2 separate regions of the Mus musculus genome follow, and region 1 is linked to region 2. The links are chromatin contacts, called in public HiChIP or PLAC-seq maps. All regions are on one chromosome and are shown on one strand. The core of a region is the stretch at or near the end of the contact, and the rest is flanking DNA. Distances in the headings are between cores, read along the strand shown. Region 1 has its middle 10 kb from the start of Gm42308. Region 2 holds the start of Snapc3 (small nuclear RNA activating complex, polypeptide 3).

Region 1 (4,884 bases), core at 548-3,047, 83 kb after region 2:
AGCATCCAAAGCAGTGAATAAAGAGGACGGTGAGGGGCTGGAGGCAGCCCAAGTCCAGTTCCCAGTTCCCACATGGCAGCCCACAGCTGTCTGTAGCTCCAGGTCCAAGGGCTCCAATGCCATCTTCCAACCTCTGCAGGTCCCAGGCATGCATGTGCAAAGTGCCCATAACACAGAAAATAGAATCACTGAGAAGAATAATTTGCTTAAAAGGAATGAGGAAACACTCTAATAGCTAGATTTCTTGTCAGTATTGTGTCTACTCTGCTCTTGTGAGGGCCTCTTCTACTTTTATATAATTTGAGAGGTGGAAGAGACAGTACTGGACCATAGTCTGCTGTTCTGGTAGGCCATACGTGCTGATAAAGAGATAAAAATCACAAGTAGTCGGGCGTGGTGACACACGACTTTAATCCCAGCACTCAGGAGGCAGAGGCAGGTGGATTTCTAAGTTCGAGGCCAGCCTGGTCTACAAAGTGAGTTCCAGGACAGCCAGGGCTGTACAGAGAAACCCTGTCTCAAAAAATAAAATAAAATAAAATAAAAAATCACAAGTAAAAGTCTAAAAGTCCAATTAATACTGTAAGCCTAGGTTTTACAAACTTCTCGTTTTTTTGTGACAAGGGTGACTGGTTCACACTTCCTATGTCACCAGGGATGACCTTAAACATCTTTCTTCTTGCCTCTACTTTCCAAGTGCCGGGAAAACATAAATAAAACAACACAGCCCTTTTCATGCTGTGGTAGAAATGGAACCCGGGCCTTCATTTGCCTTCTCTGTATAAACTCTACCAACCCAGCTACATTCCCAGTTCCACAAACTTTAATAATGAATATCCGGAGCCAGATATGGTGTGGCCTCCATCCCCAATCCCAGCACGGAGGAGATTGAGACAGAAGGATCCTGAACTGTATAGACAGTTCATAGTGGGTGGGTGGTGGCGTAAGCTTTTAGTCTTAACACTCTGGAGGCAAAGGCCGGGCAGATCTCTGGATTTGAGGCCAGCCTGGTCTACCGCACGTGTTCTAGGACAGCCAGGGCTACACACAAACGCCCTGCCTCAAACAAACCAAACAAAGCAACAAAAAAAGTATAGACAATTCAAATTCAATAATATATCCTATTGCTTTTCCATGGAGCTGTGCTTACACTCAACTGGCCGTTCCTTATCTTACTTTTAACTGTTTGTTTTTATGCATGTGTGTCTGTGTTCATATGAAGGTAGGTGTCTGCTAAGGCCAGAGCTTGGAGCTAGAGTTATATGACACTGTGAGCTGCCTGACATGGGGGCTGCGAACCCATCTTGAATCCTCTGCAAGAGCAGTACCACTTCCTAACTCCTGAGCCATGTCTCCAGGCACCTCTTTGATTTCAGTTTATGACAAAAGAATGTTTTCCCAGAACCAAGACTCCTTCCCCCCCTCATACCATCTCTATCTGATGTCAGCTAAAATATAACATTGGCAATTTTTTTTTTTTTTTTTTGGTTTTTTTTCGAGACAGGGTTTCTCTGTGTAGCCCTGGCTGTCCTGGAACTCACTCTGTAGACCAAGCTGGCCTCGAACTCAGAAATCCACCTGGCTCTGCCTCCGGAGTGCTGGGATCAAAGGTGTGCGCCACCACGCCCGACTCCTGAGAAGGACTCTTGATCAGCAACGAATTTCTATAGTAAAGTAGCAGTCTCCAGGTTCAGGAAAGAGCCCCTATCCGCTGCAGGAACACTTCACTTGTATCTTCATCCTCCGCTTCAACTGAGTGGGCGTGTCTGTTCCATTGATTGGCTGTCCATCAAACAGGAATCTGAGCTGCGGAGTTCACTAACCTTGTCGTTCACAATGGGCTTTCATTGCTTTACTAAGTGGTTCAAGCTTCTTGGATCTTAAATTGCACCACAGAACCATCCGGCCCCACTACCTTCAAAATAATATGATCGTTGTTCTCAGGCTCTGCTCCTCCCTTGGGGTTCTTGTGCAGCTGGGAGTCTCCTCAGCTGCATCTTCACAAAAGAGGTTGGAGGTCCTCACTGAGGGAGCATAGCAGCACTGGGCGGAGGTGGGGGGTGGGAGAGGTGGGAAGGATGGGGGTGGGGGTGGGGTGGGAGGGGTGCGCAAGGGAGCATCAGGCAGAGGGCGCTGCGATTTGCGACTCCTCCTCTCCGCCTTGTGCGCATGAGCATCCTTTACATTTTAATTTTTTTAAAAAAATACATTTTAAAATCTTATTATGGAAAGCGTTGCAAATAAGAAGCACCACACGCTTAGATTCGGGATTTTTTAAAGGAATGGTTTAATTAAATGAAATATTCAACAATTAGGCTTTTTAGTTGATAGTATCAGATTCATAGGAGGTGGGGTGGAGAGTTGTTTTGTTTTTGAGACAGTTCACTCTCTAGCCCTGGCTCTTCTAGAATTGGCTGTGTAGATAACACCGGTCTGGAAACTGCTGGGATTTGCTGGGCCTTGCAATATGCTACCGTACCCCACAACCCCATCCCACCGTGTGTGTGTGTGTGTGTGTGTGTGTGTGTGTGTGTGTGTATGCTTGTTGTTGTTTTGTTTTCATGGCTGGTGTTTTTCCCCTTGAGACCTGCCTTATCTAGTACCTTGGCTACTCCGGCTTACTGTACGTGTTTGTGTGTGGTGCTTGGCAGTAAGTCTAGTGCCCTGTATGTACTAGTCAAGCATTCTACCACTGAGCTGCATTTTCAGCCCTTTCCTCTACACTTTTTTACTTTGAGACAGTCTCAGGAAATTCCCCAGGCTAGTCTTGAACCTGCTCTTATATACCAGACAAGCCTGTGATTTGCCTCGATCCTCTGAGCAGCTGGGATAATAGACTTTGGCCACTGAACCCAGCTTTCTGCTTGCTCTTTTTGTTTTGTCTTGTTTTGTTTGTTGCTCTTGTTGTTGTTGTTTTGAGAGGTAGTATTTCTCTGTATAGCCCTGACTGTCCTGGAATTACCTCTGTAGACTAGGCTGGCCTCAAGCTCAGAGATCCTCACCTACTCAGCTGCCTCCACCTACTGAGTGCGGAGATTAAAGTCATATGCTATCATGCCTGGCCTTCATGCTTATTTCTGATAAACACTTGCATGGTATGACTTTTCCAGTTGTTTATTTTTAATTATATATATGCATATTTATACACATATATTTATGTATAGGTATATATGCACATATATACACATATATTTATGTATATACATACATATATATGTATATATATATATATATATATATATATATATATATATATATATATATATCTTGACCATCCTCTTATTAAACTAACCTGTTTACATATTTGAGGTGTTTCCTAGAAACTCACTGTACTCGGGTCTTGCCTTTTTATGCACAATACTCCCCTCTGTCCTTTAGTCTGTGTATTTAAATGATTGAAGTCATCACTGATGTGTTAGGACTTTACTTTGGAATTCTGCCTTCTCTTCTCTGTCCTTTCCCTTTGTCTCCATTGTTTGCTTTCATACTACCTTCCTGCATGCCACTTCTCTGTTAGTATCCATTTCAGCCTGTCCTTGAGCTGTAAGTCTCTTTGTTTAGATGGTGAGCCTGACTCTGCTGCTGTACCAAAGGAGGCAGGTAGAACGTGTTCCTTCCTCTCTATCCTACACTAGAATTATGCTTCACACACGTAATTCCTGATAGCCTATTTGGTTGACATTGACCAGTCCAAGTGAAGTACAGGATACTTGCTCATTGTAAGTACCTTACCATTCCCACCAGGGCAGACAGCTTTCAGTTACTCTGACTAAAGGACTGAGGCGATCAACTTATAAGGAGGAAAGGTTTATTTTGGCTCTTGATTTCAGAGATTCCAGTCCATGATCACTTGGTCATCTTGTGTTGGACCAGTGGAAACACAGCGTAGCATGATGGGAAAGCATGCTGTAGGAGAACTGATCACCTCATAGTTGCCAAGAAGCAAAAAGCAAAAACAAACAAACAGAGTTACAGAGCTAAGCATAGATAACTGTCATCCTAGCACTTGGGATGTTAAACAGAAGGATTTCCATGAGTTTGAGGCCAGATAAGGGGCTATATAGCAAGACCATATCTCAAAACAAGGAGAGAGAGAGAGAGAGAGAGAGAGAGAGAGAGAATTCAATATTGAGGACAAGGACTGGCACCATGACCTTTTCCTACCCTTGGGCCCTGCCTCTTAAAAGTTCTATTGCCTCCTAATAGTGTAATAGACTGGGGACCAAGTATTTTTGTTGTTCTTTGTTTGTTTTTTGGAAACAAGATTTCCCTGTACAGCCTGGATGTCTTGGAACTAACTCTGTACACCAGGCTGGCCTCGAACTCAGAGATCCACCTGCCTTGCCTCCTGAGTGCTGGGACTAAGGGCCTGTGCCACTGTACCCAGCATAGTTATTATTCTTATTGCCTCAGCAAGTGTGCTAGGCAGCTGGCTCAGCGGGTAAGACAGCTTGTTGCGCAAACATGGAAAGTTGAGTTCCAATCCCCAGCACACATGTAAAGACTTCAGGCATGGCTTGCATGTGCCTATAACACTCAGTTGTTGTAGTATGGATAGTCTCAATCAGGTTTCTACTCCACCTTAGATCATTAAGTTCCCAGATAAAAGACACAAAACTTTTATATTTAGAATAAGCCTTTAAAACACTAGAGCTGGACAAAATCTACCCTCTATGCTATTATGTCTACTTCCCTAATAATAACCCCTGTTACTCCTAGCGGCCAGCCCTCTTGGCCAGTTCTCATGATCACCTACCCCGTGGCATCTTCTCCTCTCTTCTCCTTCTCCCCTTCTCTTCTTCTGGTCCTACCTCAGACCCCAAGCCTGAGAATCAAAACCCTACCTACCTTTTTTCTGACCAACTATAGGCTGTAGGCATCTTT
Region 2 (5,511 bases), core at 333-2,832:
TGCTGATGGCCTGTGATATGGAAGCCAAGTTGCTTTGGTCATGGTGTTTTGCCCATATTGTCTGTGCACTATTGCATGCCTGGTACCCAAAGAGGTCAGAAGAGGCCCTGGAACTGGAGTTATAGACCACTGAGAACTGCCACACGGGTGCTGGGAACCGAACCCAGGTCCTCTGGAAGAGAAGCTGAAGCTCTTTAGCCACTGAGAGACATCTCTCCAGTCCTGCTTGTTGTTTAGGAGACAGGAATTCCTGTATCCCAGGCTTGCTTCAAACTCCCTCTGAAGGTGATTATGACCTTGAACTTCTGGTCCTCCTGCCTCTCCCTTGCAAGTGCTGGGATTATTGATCCCAGGACTTCATGCATGTGAGCCAAGTATTTTATCAGTTGAGCTGCAGCCCAGTCCATCCAATGAGTTTCAATAAATAAAATATATAATATCCATGCAATACAATTAAATTCAACCAAAAAGGGGGGGGGGATGAAGTACTGAAATTTGCTGCAAAGTAAAAATATTGTACAATATTATAGAAACCTATTGTAAAGGTCATATATGATTACATTTATATTACATGTAGAAAATAAACTGGGTGTGGTGGGACATACCTTTAATCCCAGGACTCAGGAGGCAGAAGCGGCTGTGAATTCAAGGCTAGACTGTTCTACGTAGTGATATCCTATTTCAAAAAGCCCAGATAGCAAACCTTTACAGACGTAAAGCCTGAAAAGTGTTGGCTAAAGTTGGAAGGATTGGGAGTCATAACTAAAAGCAACCTTTTCACGAGTGGTGAAAATGTTCTTAAACTAATGGTTGCCCCATTGTGAATATACTAAAAGCCACTAAAGGAATAGTTCCAATGGCTGAATTATACAACATGTGTCACAGGACAATCATACAAGCCAGGGATTGTTCAGCACACCCTGCTATGATATTTGGAACAGCTGAGCGATGGCCAAGCTTCAGAAACATCTAGGCTCACTGGGTTTCAAGCTACTTCCATTTCCTAGTTTACCGGTTTACTCCTTTAACAATCACATTCGGCTCTCTCCCCGGAAAAGTGGTGACTTTTCAAAATATATACATATGGCTAAGAATGAATTTGTGTGTTGCATAGCCGACGTTCGATAAGCTCTATCGTGCAGGTAGGTATACAAAGGCACGCATACAAACACACACCGTGCCTTTCAGAAGATTCTGGACGAACCAGTCTCAGTGCCCCTTGTCCTTCAGGATTCTCTCTAGGATAGGAGGAACCGCAGAGCAGCTCGCAAAACCAGTGGACAAAAGTCCCGCCCCTACGAACCAGATTTGAGAAAACTATGAGATGGGGACCCAATGATTGAGTCTTTAGGTAATTGTGGGTCCCAATACCAGATCAGCTCGGAACACAGCGAGCCGCACAGCCCTCGGACAAGTCCAGAGAACAATGCATCCAGCCCGGCCCACAGCGACCGAGCCGCGCCCAGGCGGTAGCCAGCCTGCTGGGAAATGTAGTTTCTGAAGCACAGCTCGCGCAACCGCCCGCCACCCCGGAGCTCTGCAAAACTACAAATCCCGTCACGCCCCGCGACGCCCTCTCGCCAGCTTTTGCCGGAAGGGATCGTGGCTGACATGGCGGAGGACCTGCAGGGCGGCGGTGCGGGTGGCCCACAGCACCCAGTCCCCAGTGCGAGCCACAGCAGCTTTCCGGAATACGAGCTTCCCGAGTTGCACACGCGCGTGTTCCATGTGGGCTCCTTTGGGGAGCTATGGCGTGGCCGGCTAGGGGCCCAGGATTTGTCGCTGAGCGAACCGCAGGCAGCCGAGCAGCCGACCGACGGAGGGGCATCCAACGACGGCTTTGAGGATGCTGCAGTAGCCAGCGATCTGGGCTGCAGTCTGGAGGCAGCAGCAGAGCTGAGGGTCGTGTGCGGGTGAGTGTGCGGCTTCGGGGTTTTGCGTGGATCCCGCAGGGCTCAGCCTCGTCCCTGCGCTTCTCGGAGACCCTTAACCTTCGTCCCCCTAAACCCTTTCCGGAAGGCCGGAAGAGATCCTTGGGTCCAAAAGCACTTTCCTGAGGGGTGGATCCAGTAACGGGACACTACAAATGCACGAAAGACTTCTATTCTTGATCTTTAAAGTGCTTGTTGAAGTAACAGCGGTATATATCTGTCATTGATATTTGGACAATGGAAGTACCTGAGGATGGAGGAGACTTAAACAGAGCCGGGTTGAAACCTTTATTAACCGTGGTTTCTAGCGGTCCTCATGAAAATGTTATTACTAAAATTTCCCTAAAAGTTTCTTACCTGGAAATAGAAATACAAAAACTAACTTGTAGCGGTCCTTCTCCTTTTGACAGTACTGGCTGTCCTCAAATGAACATACACCCTTTTCGGTATAACACTGGCACAAAAACCATTGTCTTGAATTCTGGCCTCTTTTGAGCTGCCTGCTGGATTTCATAAGACTTAATTATTCAATGATGTATTTAGGACAAGCTCTGACCCGCTGTTGAAAAATGCATGGCTGATCATAAATCGTTGCTTTTCCTTTCTCCCTTTCCCAACCTCCCTTTCTCTAAGCCTTGATAAACTGAGATGCCTCGGGGAAGATGAAGACCCGGAAGTCATCCCAGAGAACACTGACCTAGTGACTTTATGGTATGAGTTTTGTTTTGTTATATGCTATTTGTTTTGGTGCTGGAGATGAAACACGACCTACCACTAAACTACAGTTAGTCTTTCTGCTGTTTATCTGAACACTCTGAATGTTTTACTCCACCACTTAAAATTCAACCATTAGTTTGGTGTCCTGGCTTTTGGCTGTAATCCCAGCCCTCGGGAGGCTGAGTCAAAACTGATGTAAGTTAGAGGTTAGCCTTAGCTACCTAGTGAGTTCAATGATAATTGATGACTGGTTGTTGTTGTGGTGGTGGTTGTTGTTGTTTTAAACATTTGGACATCCTTTCTTTGGCTCTGTGGCTCTGTGGCTCTGTGGCTCTGTGGCTCTGTGGCTATGGGATACAGTTGTGTGTGTTTCCCCAGGCTCTTCCATTCAGTAAATCACAGATACTGTGCTAATTTACCCATCAGTTACGTAGCTCCAAAAGAAGTACCATTCTGTAATTTGGGATTAGGGTGATATTTTTTTTTTTTTAAGATTTATTTAATGTATATGCGTACACTGTCACTGTCTTCAGACACACCAGAAGAGGGCATCAGATCCCATTACAGATGGCTGTGAGCCGCTATGTGGTTGCTGGAAATTGAACTCAGGACCTCTGGAAGAGCAGTCAGTGCTCTTAACCACTGAGCCATCTCTACAGCCCCAGGGTGATATTCTTACATCTAAAGAAAAACATTAAGAACACAAAATCCCTAATATCCACTACATATTTGAATTTGCATTGATTTTTTAATGTAGACTTTATCTACTTAGATTTGTAATGCAAGCTTAAATACTCAGATAGTGTGTCCCAAAATACCGGTGATAAGGAAGGAATTGGTGACCTACACCTTTAATCCCAGGGAGGCAGGAACAGGCCGATCTCTGAATTTGAGGCCAGCCTGGTCTACATAGATCTCTGAGTTCCAGGCCAGGCAGGGCTATATGATGTCTGAAAAAAAGAAACAAGCACCGTTATTTTGCTTCTTAATTTTTAATCTTCAATGGAGCCATTTTATTTGTAAAATACTATAAAAATCAATTCCTAATCCTGGGGCGGTGGCTAAGCACTCAGGAAGGCTGAGCTAAACCCATCGCCATGAAGTCAAGGCCAGACTAAGTTCCCGGCCAGCTTGAATTAAATGTGAGATCCTGTCTCAAATATAATAAAATAATAATAATCCCTTCTTAAATGTAATAATAACAATAAATTACTAAAGAGGAAAAATTAAACCAGAATGCTAACATAATAAGTCCAATTTTTATTGCAAAATTTAGACATAAAAATGCTGTCAACTTGTAAAAGTTTCTAAATGCCTACTTTCATTTTGCAGATTGCTTATCACTTATTACAGATCCATTTTAGCCTGCTTACTTAACACATTTTGAGCACTGTTACTCAATGATGTATAATATTAGAAATTTATTACTTCTGGTTTGTAGCCCACTAATTTAAACAGCCTCAACTGTGTTCTGTCATTCCTGAGTCCTTTTGTTATTCCCATCAAATATTTGTAGGGAGGAGGTGTGTTTGTATATGTTTGTGTTTGTATATATTTCTGTGTATTTATGTATTCATGTTTTGACTGTGTGTTTATGTATGTATTTGTGTATTCATGTTTTGTTTGTGTGTGTATGTGTTCAGGTTTTTGTATATTTGTGTGTGTGTTGACAAAAGAGTATTCTTTAGCTAGGGTTGGAAAGCTATTGTATTTAAAACTTAAGAAATGAATCCTAATAACCTTGTAAAATGTTGGACGTTTTGCAAAAGTCTAAATCTAGCCCTACGTTTGTCTTCCCTAAAACTCTTTCATTCAGTAACTTAAAATAAAAATAAAAATCTAGCCAGGGCATTTGATGGTTCATGTGTGTAATCCCAGTATTTGAGAGACTTAGGAATGAGGACTGCCAGAAAGTCCGGGCAGGCTAACCTGATTTACACGAATGGGTTCCAGGCTCTCTATATAAAAAGAAACAAAAGGTCCCTTAAGTATAAGTTTTGCCACTGTTTTTCTTTTCTAATAAAGAAACTTCTTGTCAGGCATTGAAGAGAGAAGGAAGACAGACGTTAGAAATTGGTTCTTGCTGTGTGCCATCCTTTTATCATAACAAGCTAAATGACTTTAGTATTTAAGGGTTTTTTTGTTGTTAAAGATTGCTTCTCCCTTCCTTCCTTCCTTCCTTCCTTCTTTCCTTCCTTCCTTCCTTCCTTTTTTTTGGAACTCACTCTGTAGATGAGGCTGACTTGAACTCCAAGCTTTATGTTTCTCTACATCCATCTCTCCAACTCCCCGTATTTACTATTTAAACCAGGTTTTAATTTCTGCAATCAGAAATTAATACCGTCCACGGTAATGGTAAAATCTGTTCCCGCAAACCTTGTATCCATCCTCCTCGCTGGTCTGGCTTACAACGCTCTGTTTACTGCTCTAATGTACCATTTAAAGGATAAAACAAACTGTCAGATTTTTGGAAGAAAGAAAGAACCACAAAATTGTAAGATTCACAACTGTCAACCAAACTAGGAATGTTTTAAAAGTCGATTTTGAGCCACCAAGATGCATTAGCCATCAGATCTAACAGCCTTGGTTAAGAGTCCATTTGTGAAGGTTTCCTAACATCTGTCTTCCTTCACTCTTCAATGCCTGACAAGAAGTTTCTTTATTAGAAAAGAAACAGGGGGGCAAAACTTATACTTTTTTTTTTTAAGAAATTTTAATTACTTTATTGAAAACTGCTCTGAATGCTAAAATGTCCACCTTTACAATAAACAAATACAGTAACGATAACTCACATTAAAACAAAACATTTCTGATAGCCATTATTTTTCTGTTTGGGACAGTTTAAAGTTTTTTTTTTCTTTTG

The links. HiChIP or PLAC-seq counts read pairs in DNA pulled down with a chosen protein or histone mark.
Region 1: an H3K4me3 HiChIP or PLAC-seq map of embryonic stem cells shows a contact between it and region 2, with 16 read pairs. The contact joins the enhancer-like site here to the promoter of Snapc3 in region 2. A contact is called at or near these places in 1 of 39 promoter capture datasets (pre-B cells), 3 of 484 Hi-C or Micro-C datasets (centrocytes, cerebral cortex and cortical neurons), 5 of 115 datasets of contacts at active chromatin or transcription factors (the SCID.adh cell line, craniofacial prominence, effector CD8 T cells and 1 more) and 3 of 9 other capture datasets (adipose tissue, liver and pancreatic islet).

The regions. Positions count from the first base shown.
Region 1 is chr4:83,498,799-83,503,682 of GRCm38.p6, forward strand. No RefSeq gene overlaps it. Among named protein-coding and RNA genes, the nearest start is that of Gm42308, 10 kb to the right of the region's middle. Within about 2 kb of position 1,798, at least 69 of the 459 cell types and tissues checked have an H3K27ac peak or open chromatin away from gene starts, as enhancers often do. A contact at or near this core is called in cerebral cortex, cortical neurons, craniofacial prominence and 1 more, where this site is marked.
Region 2 is chr4:83,416,142-83,421,652 of GRCm38.p6, forward strand. It overlaps Snapc3 (small nuclear RNA activating complex, polypeptide 3), which reads left to right and starts at 1,583. Exons shown (of 9, transcript NM_029949.4): 1 at 1,583-1,913; 2 at 2,565-2,642. The coding sequence starts at 1,612.